Linked DNA regions of Macaca mulatta: region 1 is linked to region 2. The links are chromatin contacts, called in public Hi-C maps. All regions are on one chromosome and are shown on one strand. Each heading gives the region's core, a stretch centred on a gene start, on an enhancer-like site or on the middle of the called end of the contact. The rest is flanking DNA. Distances are from core to core; before and after follow the strand shown. Region 1 holds the start of CCSAP (centriole, cilia and spindle associated protein). Region 2 holds the start of ACTA1 (actin alpha 1, skeletal muscle).

Region 1 (6,064 bases), core at 3,295-5,794, 91 kb after region 2:
TCAGAGCATGCGAGATGGAAGATCAGCTTTTTCTCAGAAGCAAGGAAGAGAGAAGTCAAGGAAGCCGTCGGAGGATGGCCTCCCCTGGCTCAGAAGAAAAAAGTTATTCAGACAGGATGGGCTGGCAAGCCGAGGGAGTGATAGTGCCAGAGGCTTAGGGTGGAAGGGCTCTGAGAGGTTCAGCCACGCCCCCTGAGAGGTGGACAGCCTTTATGTCCCTGTGAGGCTGCCTGTTCTGCTCCTGGCCAGACTTGGTCGCCAGCAGGTTTTCTCATGTGGAATCTGTAGGCCTACGTGGCAAATATCTATTGTTTATCTTTCAGATGTACAGATCCAGACCTTCCTTTTTTCTTTTGGAGATGGAGTCTCACTCTGTCGCCCAGGCTGGAGCATGGTGGTGCGATCTTGGCTGACTGCAACCTCCCCTTCCTGGGTTCAAGCGATTCCCCTGCCTCAGCCTTCTAAGTAACTGGGACTACAGGCACCCACCACCATGCCCAGCTAAATTTTGTATTTTTAGTAGAGATGGAGTTTCACCATGTTGGCCAGCCTGGTCTTGAACTCCTGACCTCAGGTGATCTATCCACCTAGGCCTCTCAAAGTGCTGGGATTACAGGTGTGAGCCACTGTGCCCGGCCAGATCTTCCTTTCTATTGGCTCCCCAATCTCCACCAGGGGGAGATGCCCCTCCTCACCCAGGGCTGCCTCCCAGCCAGGGCTTCCTCTGCTGAAATTAAGGGCACAGATCTTCCCTCTCCTGCCTATGCCTGGATCTTGCAGCCTGGTTTCTGGAGTCCCCTTGGTGTCTCCTAAATTTCCACTCTTTCCATTTTTTTTTTTGCGAACCTCTTAGGCTAGGGGTCCTGGTATCGTCAGTGGCCTGTTAGGTTCTGGGCCGCATTGCAGGAAGTGAGCAGCGGGTGAACAATTACCACCTGAGCTCAGCCTCCTGTCAGATCAGCAGCAGCGTTAGATTCTCATAGGAGTGCGAATCCCCTTATGAACTGTGCATGCGAGGGATCTAAGCTGCACACTCCTTATGGGAATCTATCTAATGCCTGATGATCTGAGGTGGGACAGTTTCATCACTAAACCACGCTGCCTTGCCACCCCACATCCGTGGAAAAATTGTCTTCCACAAAACTGGTCCTTGGTGCCAAAAAGTTTGGGGACCACTGCCTTAGGCCATTCCTAAAAGTTCCCTCTTGCTTAAGAAACCAGTCCCAAGCCAGTAACGTTTGCCACACTCCTATCTTTTATCTCTGCTCGTCAGTCCTCATCTCATCTGCAGAACAAATGGACACCCTCGTCCACTGTGTCTGTCCTTCAGTGCTGTATCAGTGGGGGATTCTCTGGAGGAAGGCTTACCTCCTCTGATCTAGAAATACAATCTTAGAGATTCTGCTTGTGACTATATTTGATTATTTAACAGCTGGACCTTACATATAGTCAATTATATCCCTTCCCACCCCATGAGTGCAGTCCAATTTGGTCTTTCTCATCATCTTCTTGTTATTTTAACACAAAGGCAAATGTATAGATGGCCACTTATTGCTTCATCTGCTCACTGCTCTTCCCTGTCCCCCTGTGGTTCTCGTGGGGCTGTCGACCCCAGCCTCCCACTCTGTCCCCATCTACAGGGATAGGGATGTGACCTGGGCTTGGGCAATCGGATCATCTCATGCCCCTGGAAACAGCTGCGCATGTAACTGGAAGAATCTTTGTCTATAATTGGAATACCAAGAAGTTCTCTTTTGCTGGTGGTCTTTGGCTCAGACAATATAAGCTCGAGGTTATAAGTGGCACTTTCTCCAGCTATATGGAGGAAGTCCTTTTCCAGTGGGAGAAGAAGAGGCCAGCCTTCAGCAGGAAAACAGAGCTCAAAGATAAAGAGAAGGAAAGACAGTCCCAGTGACATTGGTTGAACCCCCGGCTCTAGCTCTGCCTGAACCCACAAATATCCTTTCTGTTTAAGCTAGTTTGAATTTTTTTTGTCACTTCCAAATGGATAAGTCCTGACATAATAATATGCTTAAATATTAGAATGAAGTAATACATTTTAATTATGAAAAATAGAGACAAGTAAAAAGAAAAACCCCAAATCATTCCTAACCTTATTTATTTTTATTTTAATTTTTTTCTGAGACAGAGTCTTGTTCTGTTGCTCAGGTTGGAGTGCAATGGTATGATCTCAGCTTATCTCTGCCTCCCAGGTTCAAGCAGTTCTCCTGTCAGCCTCCAGAGTAGCTGGGACCACAGGCAGGCACCACCAAGTCCAGCTAAGTTTTGTATTTTTGGTAAAGATGAGATTTCGCCATGCTGGCCAGGCTGGTCTCAAACTCCTGACCTCAGGTGATCCGTCTGCCTTAGCCTCCCAGAGTACCCTTATATTCGTGTGTGTGTGTGCGTGTGTGTTGTGTTGAAGATTGTAAAATATGCCCGCAAATTCCTTCATCCAGTATGCAATCTCTTTTGGAATGTGAATTTTCCTCTCCCCTTATGCAGAAGGGAAGTTTATTTCTCTCCCTTGACTCTTAGCCTTGTGATTTATTTAAACGTGAGAATGCAGCAGGAGATGTATATGACCTTGAGATGCCAGTACAACCTTCTGGAGGGTGTGACCAAGACAGCTCAACCCACAGCCCACCCCACTGCCAGGTATGTGAGGGAGGTGTACTAGTTCGTTTTGTGCTGTTATAAAGGAATACCGGAGGCTGGGTAATTTATAAAGAAAACAGGTTTATTTGGCTCATGGTTCTGCAGGCTATACAGGAAGCATAGTGTCAGCATCTGCTTCTGGTGAGGCCTCAGGGAGCTTCCAATCATGGTGGAAAGGGAAGGGAAGCTGTCATGTCACATGGAGAGAGAAAGGGAGCGAGAGAGAGAGGAGGACATGCCAGGATCTTTTTGAACAACCAACTCTCATGCAAACTAAAAGAGTGAGAACTCACTCATTACTGAAGAACGGCGCCAAGCCATGCATGAGGGATCTGCTCCCATGACCCACACACTTCCCACTAGGCCCCATCTCCAACATTGGTGACCAATTTCAACTTCAAATTTGGAGGAGAGAATTATCCCAACTATATCAGGAGGTCATCTTGAACCCTGCTGTCTCTCCATCAGAATCCAACTGTGGAGGAACTGCCCAGCTAACCCTCAGAATCATAAGAAATAATAAATCTTAGCTGTTTTAAACCACTAAGTTTTGGAGTGAATTATGCAGCAAAAGCTGAAACTGATGGTGTCCTGCATGTCCCACAGAACTGCATATAACCATTTCCCCACCTTATTAAATCTTTATTAAGGCTACTTTGGTTGCAAACATCATAAACCAACCCCAGCCAGCTTAAACAAAAGGAAAGTGCATTAGAATGTTCCTAATGTAAGTCAAGGAAGAGAAAATAAAGTTGGGAAGCGGAGAAATCACGGCGTCCGCGGACTCATTAGCAGCAGGGTATCATGGAGTTTCCGTCCAGAAGAGACTGCCATTAACACAATCCCGTGCTAATGACTGGACTAGTAACTTCAAGTTTTCAGAGCAGACGGTCTGAGCCTCCCCATTTTGGGCCAGTACCCGCCTCTGAATCATTTAGCTATGATGAGGTGGGGGGCGCTGGTGGGAGGCAGGATGCGGACACGCAGAAAGTAGGTGAATTCGTGGGAATCCTGACGTGGAAGCCGTGAGTGCTACTCACGGCCTGGGCCTGCTTTTTAACTGCTACATATATTTTGATTTTCCAAAAGTTTTTTTCCTTTCAAATCTTTTTGCGGCTACTGTATCAAGGCTCTTTTTTAAGAAACGGAAAATAGTGCAGGACCACTTTGGAAACTGTAACAAATGGGGCAACGTTGTACACTTCTGCACAACGTAACTGGATCTGTGAAGGTTTTAAGTGCAAAAAGGGAAAATAGTGCGGGGCCACTTTTGAAACTGTAACAAATGGGGCAATGTTGTACACTTCTGCACAACGTAACTGAATCTGTCAAGGTTTTATGTGCAAACGGGTCTCTGAGCAAGTGAAATGGTTTTGATGAAAATCTAAAAGAATTTGGGGGGTGTAGACATAAAAGGGAGCCAGAGTAACAGGTGTTGTGAACACAGAGAGGAAGAACGGGTAGGCTTCGAATGGGGACAGAGAGTGTCGCCCCCAGTCTCAGCCTGGGGGGCTACATTTCTGAAGGGAGCATCTCTTGCCCCTAACTGACGACTCCTGCAGAGTGACGCGTGCTGGGACCAGGGTGAGCGGGCACCTCGAATAAGTGGGCCAGGGACCTGGGCCTGGGCCCCTTGGACTGTCAGGCCCGCCCGCACCCCCACGCCTCGCGCTCTGCACGGAAGCAGCCGCCCCCACGGAGCGGGCGGAGGCCCAGGGGCCAGGAGCGCGCGGGGAGGCTCCGGGACTGAGGCGGCGCCACCGCCTCCCGCCTGCTGCTGGAGCGCGGGCAGCCGCGGCGACATCTTGTTCAGGAGGAAAGCGCGCGGGAGAGCGAGGCGCGCTTTAGCTGCTGCGCCACGCGCATCTCGGGCCTGGGCGCAGAGGATCGGCCGGGCGTGGCGGGAAGGAGGTAAGGCAGCCCCGCGGGACCGCACGCCTAGCTCAGGGGGCGTCTCGGGAGACCCCAGGATCACCCGATCACGGGCCCCGCCGCTCCCCTGCCTCGCTCTTCCTCCCGCTCAGCCCCCGTTTCCCGCGGTCCCCTCGCCCCAGCCCGCAGCCTCCCTGCCTTCCACCCTCTGAGCAGCCCTCCTCGGCGTCGCGCCCCTCAACCCCAGCAGCCCGGGTCCCCGCCTCTGCTCTTGGTCTGGGCCGCCGAGTGAGGCCGCCCCCGCCCCGCCCCCGCCGGGACCCGCCCCCTGCTCCCGTCCGGGCGGGGCTCCGGGTTTAAACGTCGCGGCGGGCAGGGCCGGCGGAGGGGCGGGGCGGCCTCTGTGTCGTGTACCGGGTCCCGTAGGCTGCGGGCAGCTCGGAGCGGCTGGCGCTTGAGACGGCGGACGGCACCATGTCCCCGGGGAGCGGGGTGAAGAGCGAGTACATGAAGCGCTACCAGGAGCCGCGCTGGGACGAGTACGGGCCGTGCTACCGCGAGCTGCTGCACTACCGCCTGGGCCGCCGGCTGCTGGAGCAGGCGCACGCGCCCTGGCTCTGGGACGACTGGGGCCCGGCCGGCTCCTCGGAGGACTCGGCGTCGTCAGAGTCGTCGGGCGCCGGGGGCCCAGCACCCCGGTGCGCCCCGCCCTCGCCCCCGCCGCCGGTAGAGCAGGCTGCCCAGGAGGAAGCGGAACGGCGGGCGCGCGGGGCCCCGGAGGAGCAGGGCGCGGAGGCCGGGGACGCGGAGGCCGAGGACGCGGAGGACGCGGCTCTGCCAGGTACTGGGCCTGGAGGGGAACGCGAGGGGCCTGCGCGCAGGGACAGTTTGCTCGAAGCTCGCAGCAGCTGATCTCTATTTCTTGCGCCGCTTGGAGTGAGCTCTTCCTTTTTTTTTTTTTTTTTTTTTCCGGTTGACAGAATCAGGTGGCAGCCTTTGCCACCCTTTATTTGCTTAATTAGGTGGCTTTCGATGGAGCCAGCGGTGAACTCAATTCAAACGCCGCTGGCTGAGTCCGGGGTCTTTCCTTGTGGGCCTCTGCGGCTTGGCGAACCACTGAGTCCCATCTGCTTATTTCTAAGCGCCCATTTTTGATCAGAGGAGCCCCAGCTTTCATCACATTCTCAAAGGTGACCCAAAAGGTTAAGAACCACAGGACTAAGCTTTCTGTCTGATGAATGGGGCCGTTGTTTTTCCTATTAACTCCCCGACCTCGCTGCGCTGTCCCTAAAGAATATTTTGCATTTGTTTACATGGAGTGTTGTATAACTTGGCTGTGAGAGCATCTTTGTAAGTGCTGGGTCCTCTCCCCTTCCGTCCCACCGCATCCTCCCTCGCCCCTCCAGATCCGAAAGCACCGGTGGCGCTGCGCGTGTTTTCAGCCATGGCCCTTCACCTTCTTTCCTGCCCAGAGGGTTGTAGACTGGGGACTGTCAGCATGTGAGGCTGGTGCCGAGGACCCAGTTCAACGCCT
Region 2 (6,355 bases), core at 2,178-4,677:
GGTGATCTGTCCACCTGGGCCTCCCAAAGTGCTGGGATTTCAGGCGTGAGTCACCACACTCAGCTCTCCCCTACTTTTAATCCTCAAATCAGTCTTAGGGAGTATCATGAGTTGAGAATGCTTTCTGGAAAGTCGCTTGTCCAAGATCACATAGCCAGTCAGAGGGGAAGGTAAATGTAGCTCTGCTTGACTCCAGAATGCAAGCTCCTAACCAGTTCTTGATATTCTGGGTATAAAGGAGGTTGAAGAGTAGGCACTGCTCCAATGAATCAACAGGCTCTTGGAGGTGGCCATGAGTGCACACACCACCAGCTTCAGGAGGAGGAAAAAGGAGAAAATCCAAGCCCTTTTTTTGCGACTGCCAGGAGTCGACCCAACCTTTTTTTTTGTTTTTGTTTTTGTTTTTGTTTTTGAGATAGGGTCTCTGCTGCCCAGGCTGGAGTGCAGTGGTAGGATCTCGGCTCACTGCAACCTCCACCTCCCAGGTTCAAGTGATTCTCCTGCCTCAGCCTCCCAAGTAGCCGGGATTACAGGCGTGCACCGCCACGCCTGGCTAATTTTTTTTTTTTTTTTTTTTTTTTTTTTTTGAGACGGAGTCTGGCTCTGTCGCCCGGGATGGAGTGCAGTGGCCGGATCTCAGCTCACTGCAAGCTCCGCCTCCCGGGTTTACGCCATTCTCCTGCCTCAGCCTCCCACGTAGCTGCGACTACAGGTGCCCGCCACCTCGCCCGGCCAGTTTTTTGTATTTTTTAGTAGAGACGGGGTTTCACTGTGTTAGCCAGGATGGTCTCGATCTCCTGACCTCGTGATCCGCCCGTCTCGGCCTCCCAAAGTGCTGGGATTACAGGCTTGAGCCACCGCGCCCGGCCTGATTTTTGTATTTTTAGTAGAGATGGGGTTTCACCATGTTGGCCAGGCTGGTCTTGAACTCCTGACCTCAAGTGATCCACCCGCCTCAGCCTCCCTGAGTGCTGGGATTATAGGCGTGGGCCACCACACCTGGCCAACCCGACCTTTTTAAGTAGCTTGTAAGGAGAATGAGTTTGTCTTTGTCTACCCAGTCCCTGGAATGTCTCTAACTTGGAGTGCCCAGCCAGCCCCTCAAAGCTGAGTTTCTGGGGAAGCCATGACTTTTCATATTAGGATGGCTTTGGCTCATTACTGGGAAAGATCCCTCAAGGGCCTGTTGTGTTTTGCACTGTACTCAGTGTTGGGGAAGATTAGAGAGAAGCCGCAGTCCTTGCCCTCCCTGGCCACTGGCAGTAGAAGGAAGGACAGCCCAAGCCTGTCTCCTCCACTGGCTGCTGTGGAACCTGGGGTGTGTTTTAACTCATTAAGCCTCAGTTTTCTTTTAAAAAAAAAAAAACTGGAATGAGTAATACCTATCTTATTTACCTTAGGATAGTTAAAAGGTTAATTGAAACATAAAAGCATATTATGAAGTGTTTTACCAATTCCTGTTTAAATTGATAGGAAACACAGTAGGGAAGACTGGGACTGAGCGAGATTGGGGTACGGTTGAGTGGCACGAGTGGAGAGAAGGGAAGTGCGAACACACTGGCGTAGTGGTAGCAGAAGGGCCCCACCAGGGTATGAAGAGCTGAGACTGCACCTGAAAACTTAGAAGCAGGAACTCCCTGTCAAGCACACCCTACATGGCTGACCTTTACTTAGTGACAGTTCTCAAAATGCTGTGCAGGGCGCTGCTGCGCTCCCCCAAAACATACATGTATGGAGACGTGGCTCTGCCACCCACCGTTCAGTCTATTCTCTAAGCCAATGAGAATGCAACAAGACCAGAATGGGACTGAGGGTGGCCTGTGGTGACCTGTCAGGGACTATTTAAACCAGCTGCAAATCATGTGGGCAGGGAACAGATGCCTGAACTGGCCACTTCAGGGGCCATCTCCCACAGTTTGCTGTACTAGCAGGTCTCTGTTCGCTTGTGAGTGTTTTTAATCACGGTCAGCATTTAGTGTGGGTTTGAATGTAACAGACTGAGCTTAGAAAAGCTTTCTGTAAGGAAAGGTAAGAGTTGGACTGAGCAAGAGTTTTGAAAAATAGTGACAGTCCCATTCTCCTTTGGAATGCGAACAGATATTGAGGTATCCAGTGAACGGCAGCAAATTTCCTACTTTCAAGGCCTAAATGTAAGCTAGTCCCCTTATGTTACATGCAACTCATTTGCCAGGTGGTTTTTTTCAAGTACCTCCACTACTCGCTGACACAGGAGGACACAGGATATTAAAAATGAAATACAGTTCTGTCAGTTATTCACTTATTCTCCAAAATACTTGGAAGAACTAAATATGATACCATAGGAGCCTTTATACTCACCACGTAGTCCCTATACTAGCCAAACTCCTTATTTTTTAATTGATTGTTTTTAGGAGGGTAGTATTTTATTCACTAAAACATTTTTGTTAATACTTCTTTATTTTTAGGATGAGCTGCCATGATGTGGGCTACAGAGGAGGGTCACATATGCTTCTATCCCCCTTTTAGAGAATCCGCACCTGTCCCAGTTGCTGATTTCCACTTCCAAATGTGAATTGCAACTATTTTAGGAGCACTTAAGCACACCAGAAAAATGAGTGATTCTGTTCTGGCCCACACCGTATCACTGATGTACCCCCTTAAAGCATGTCACTGAGTTCATCACAAAAGACTGCTCCTCCTGTGCCCTCCACAAGGTTAGAACTGTCCTTGTCTTGGGGAAAAGAGAGAGAGAGAGAGAGAGAGAGACAGGCACCAGCTGGGTAACCTCTGCTGACCCCCACTGTACTTTACCATAAGTAGCTCCAAATCCTTCTAGAAAATCTGAAAGGCATAGCCCCATATATCAGTGATATAAATAGAACCTGCAGCAGGCTCTGGTAGGTGATGACTCTAAGGTGGACTGGGAGGCAGCCCGGCCTTGGCAGGCATCATCCTCTAAATATAAAGATGAGTTTGTTCAGCCTTTGCAGAAGGAAAAACTGCCACCCATCCTAGAGTGCTGCGTACTTGCCCCCCTCTCCCCCCGCCCTTTATTGGCAGGAAGGACCAGCAAAGCCTCATCTAGGAAGAGCCCCTCACCCATCTCCACCTCCATTCCAGGTCTAGCCAGTCCCGGGTTATGACCCTCGTCTTTCAGCCCCAGGAGAGGGACACACATAGTGCCACCGAAGAGGTTGGGGGAGGGCCTCAGCCCACCAAAACCTGGGGCCAGTGCGTCCTAGAGGAGGGGAACCCTCACCCCTTCAATCCCTTTAGGAGACCCAAGTACTCTGCGCGTCCCTGAGGCGGACAGCTCCGTGTGCCCAGGCTTTGCGTCTGACGGGCCTATCCCCGGGAGCCCCCGCGCCTCTTCCCCGGCGCTCCGCCCTCGCCTACCCCCCCGCCAGTTGTCTGTCCTGCGACAGCTGCGCGCCCTCCGGCCGCCAGTGGCCCTCTGCGCGGTGGGGGAAGGGGTCGACGTGGCTCAGCTTTTTGGATTCAGGGAGCTCAGGGGTGGGAAGAGAGAAATGGAGTTCCAGGGGCGTAAGGGGGAGGGAGTTCGCCTTCCTTCCCTGCCTGAGGCTCAGGAGTGACGGCTTCTCCAATCCGCCCAAGCCCACCACTCCACACGTCTCCCTCCTCCCGGTAGTCGCAAGTGGGAGTTTGGGAATCTGAGCAAAGAACCTGAAGAGGAGTTGAAATACTGGAAGTTAGCAGTCAGGCACCTTCCCGAGCTCCCAGGGCGCTCAGAGTGGGCATGGGTGGGGAGGCCTTTGGAACAGGTGTGGTTCCCGGAGCGCAGGCGCACACATGCACCCACCGGCGCACGCGGTGACCCTCGCCCCACCCCATCCCCTCCAGCGGGCAACTGGGTCGGGTCAGGAGGGGCAAACCCGCTAGGGAGACACTCCATATACGGCCCGGCCCGCGTTACCTGGGACCGGGCCAACCCTCTCCTTCTTTGGTCAACGCAGGGGACCCGGGCGGGGGCCCAGGCCGCGAACCGGCCGAGGGAGGGGGCTCTAGTGCCCAACACCCAAATATGGCAGGAGAAGGGCAGCGACATTCCTGCGGGGTGGCGCGGAGGGAGTGCCCGCGGGCTATATAAAACCTGAGCAGAGGGACAAGCGGCCACCGCAGCGGACAGCGCCAAGTGAAGCCTCGCTTCCCTCCCGCGGCGACCAGGGCCCGAGCCGAGAGTAGCAGTTGTAGCTACCCGCCCAGGTAGGGCGGGAGTTGGGAGGGGACAGGGGGACAGGGGAATACCGAGGGGAACCTGAAGGACTCCGGGGCAGAACCCAGTCGGTTCACCTGGTCAGCCCCAAGCCTGCGCCCCGAGCGCTGTGCCTCGTCTCCGGAGCTACATGCGCTTTAAAAAGGAGACAAGACAGACTCTGGAAATTAGACGTCTCCAGATTTTTCTCTAGCCCCTCTGGGCTGCTTTATGCGGCATGTAGGATGTGCCTAGGGAGATAAACGGTTTTGCTTTAGTTGTCGCCAAGGCAGTTCCCTTCCGAACTAGCGCTAGAGCTAATGAGCGAGCAGCCAGGACCACCCATGCTCCGTTTCCAACAGGAAAAAGGCCCTTTCTGAGTTTGAAATGTCATAGGGTTCCTAACAGGTCACTCTTCTCTGGATGGGGTGCCAACGCCTTTCCCATGGGCATCTCCTTCCACCCTCACGCTGGCCCAGCGAGCAGGCAGTGCCCAGGCCTTATCTTCCTAGGTGACAGATGTGGTCAGGGAGGTGCAGAGAGCATGGGCACTAGCGTCCAGCTCCTGGAGCAGGTGTCAGGCAGGGAGGGCAGACAGGTCTTGGGGGACATGTTCCCCTGGCTGTGTGGACAGAGGACTTCTCAGTGTGGTCTCACGACCCTGTGCCCCTTTTCCTGGTGCAGGGCAGCCCTTAGCCAGGGGCAAAGCTCAGGAAGAGAACCCCTGGTCGCCGCCCTGGCAGAATTTGAGTGGTTCTGGCAGGGGATATCCCTAGGTTCCTGGGGAGGGAGGACGTCTGAGCCGGCCAGGCCTCCCCCGCTGCCGCTGAGACGTCTGCGCTGATGCACCGCGCCTCTTCGCGGTCTCCCTGTCCTTGCAGAAACTAGACACAATGTGCGACGAAGACGAGACCACCGCCCTCGTGTGCGACAATGGCTCCGGCCTGGTGAAAGCCGGCTTCGCCGGGGATGACGCCCCTAGGGCCGTGTTCCCGTCCATCGTGGGCCGCCCCCGACACCAGGTCAGGCTGCCGCTCTGCGGAAGGAGCCGGGTCGGGGTCCCCGCGTAACCCAGTCTGGTGCCACCCGGAGCGGCGTTAATGGGTGCGTGGTGTCTCGGATCCGCAGGGCGTCATGGTCGGTATGGGTCAGAAAGATTCCTACGTGGGCGACGAGGCTCAGAGCAAGAGAGGTATCCTGACCCTGAAGTACCCTATCGAGCATGGCATCATCACCAACTGGGACGACATGGAGAAGATCTGGCACCACACCTTCTACAACGAGCTCCGCGTGGCTCCCGAGGAGCACCCCACCCTGCTCACCGAGGCCCCCCTCAATCCCAAGGCCAACCGCGAGAAGATGACCCAGATCATGTTTGAGACCTTCAACGTGCCCGCCATGTACGTGGCTATTCAGGCAGTGCTGTCCCTCTACGCCTCCGGCAGGACCACCGGTGAGTGCCCGCTGCGCCCAGGCCCCTCTCCCGCCCCCGCCCCCGCCCCCGCCCCCGCCCCTAGCGCTGAGCGCCCAGCCTTGGCCTCGCCCCCAGCGACTTACTCTCTCCCGCGCGCACAGGCATCGTGCTGGACTCCGGCGACGGCGTCACCCACAACGTGCCCATCTATGAGGGCTACGCGCTGCCGCACGCCATCATGCGCTTGGACCTGGCGGGCCGCGATCTCACCGACTACCTGATGAAGATCCTCACTGAGCGCGGCTACTCCTTCGTGACCACAGGTGCGCGGAGCCCCGACACCCCGGGAGGGAGGGCCGGCGGCGGGCCCTGAGTGAGGGCTCCTCTCCTGCTTCTACCCTACGCAGCTGAGCGCGAGATCGTGCGCGACATCAAGGAAAAGCTGTGCTACGTGGCCCTGGACTTCGAGAACGAGATGGCCACGGCCGCTTCCTCCTCCTCTCTGGAAAAGAGCTACGAGCTGCCAGACGGGCAGGTCATCACCATCGGCAACGAGCGCTTCCGCTGCCCGGAGACGCTCTTCCAGCCCTCCTTCATCGGTGAGCCCCGCGCGCCCGCGCCCCCTACCCCAGGCCCCGCCGGCCCCCGGCGCCCGGAGCTCCCGCTCACGCTCCCCTCCGCGGTCCCCAGGTATGGAGTCGGCGGGCATTCACGAGACCACCTACAACAGCATCATGAAGTGCGACATC

The links. A called contact is a pair of places that touch in the nucleus more often than the background predicts.
Region 1: a contact with region 2 is called in a Hi-C map of fetal cortical plate, with 2.0 times the contacts expected there. The contact joins the promoter of CCSAP here to the promoter of ACTA1 in region 2. A contact is called at or near these places in 2 of 14 Hi-C or Micro-C datasets (fetal cortex germinal zone and fetal cortical plate).

Annotation. Positions count from the first base shown.
Region 1 is chr1:19,701,195-19,707,258 of T2T-MMU8v2.0, forward strand. It overlaps CCSAP (centriole, cilia and spindle associated protein), which reads left to right and starts at 4,545. Exons shown (of 4, transcript NM_001261517.1): 1 at 4,545-4,569; 2 at 4,957-5,371. The coding sequence starts at 5,005.
Region 2 is chr1:19,611,022-19,617,376 of T2T-MMU8v2.0, forward strand. It overlaps ACTA1 (actin alpha 1, skeletal muscle), which reads left to right and starts at 3,428. Exons shown (of 7, transcript XM_002802127.4): 1 at 3,428-4,203; 2 at 5,074-5,214; 3 at 5,321-5,645; 4 at 5,768-5,929; 5 at 6,014-6,205; 6 at 6,297-6,355. The coding sequence starts at 5,086.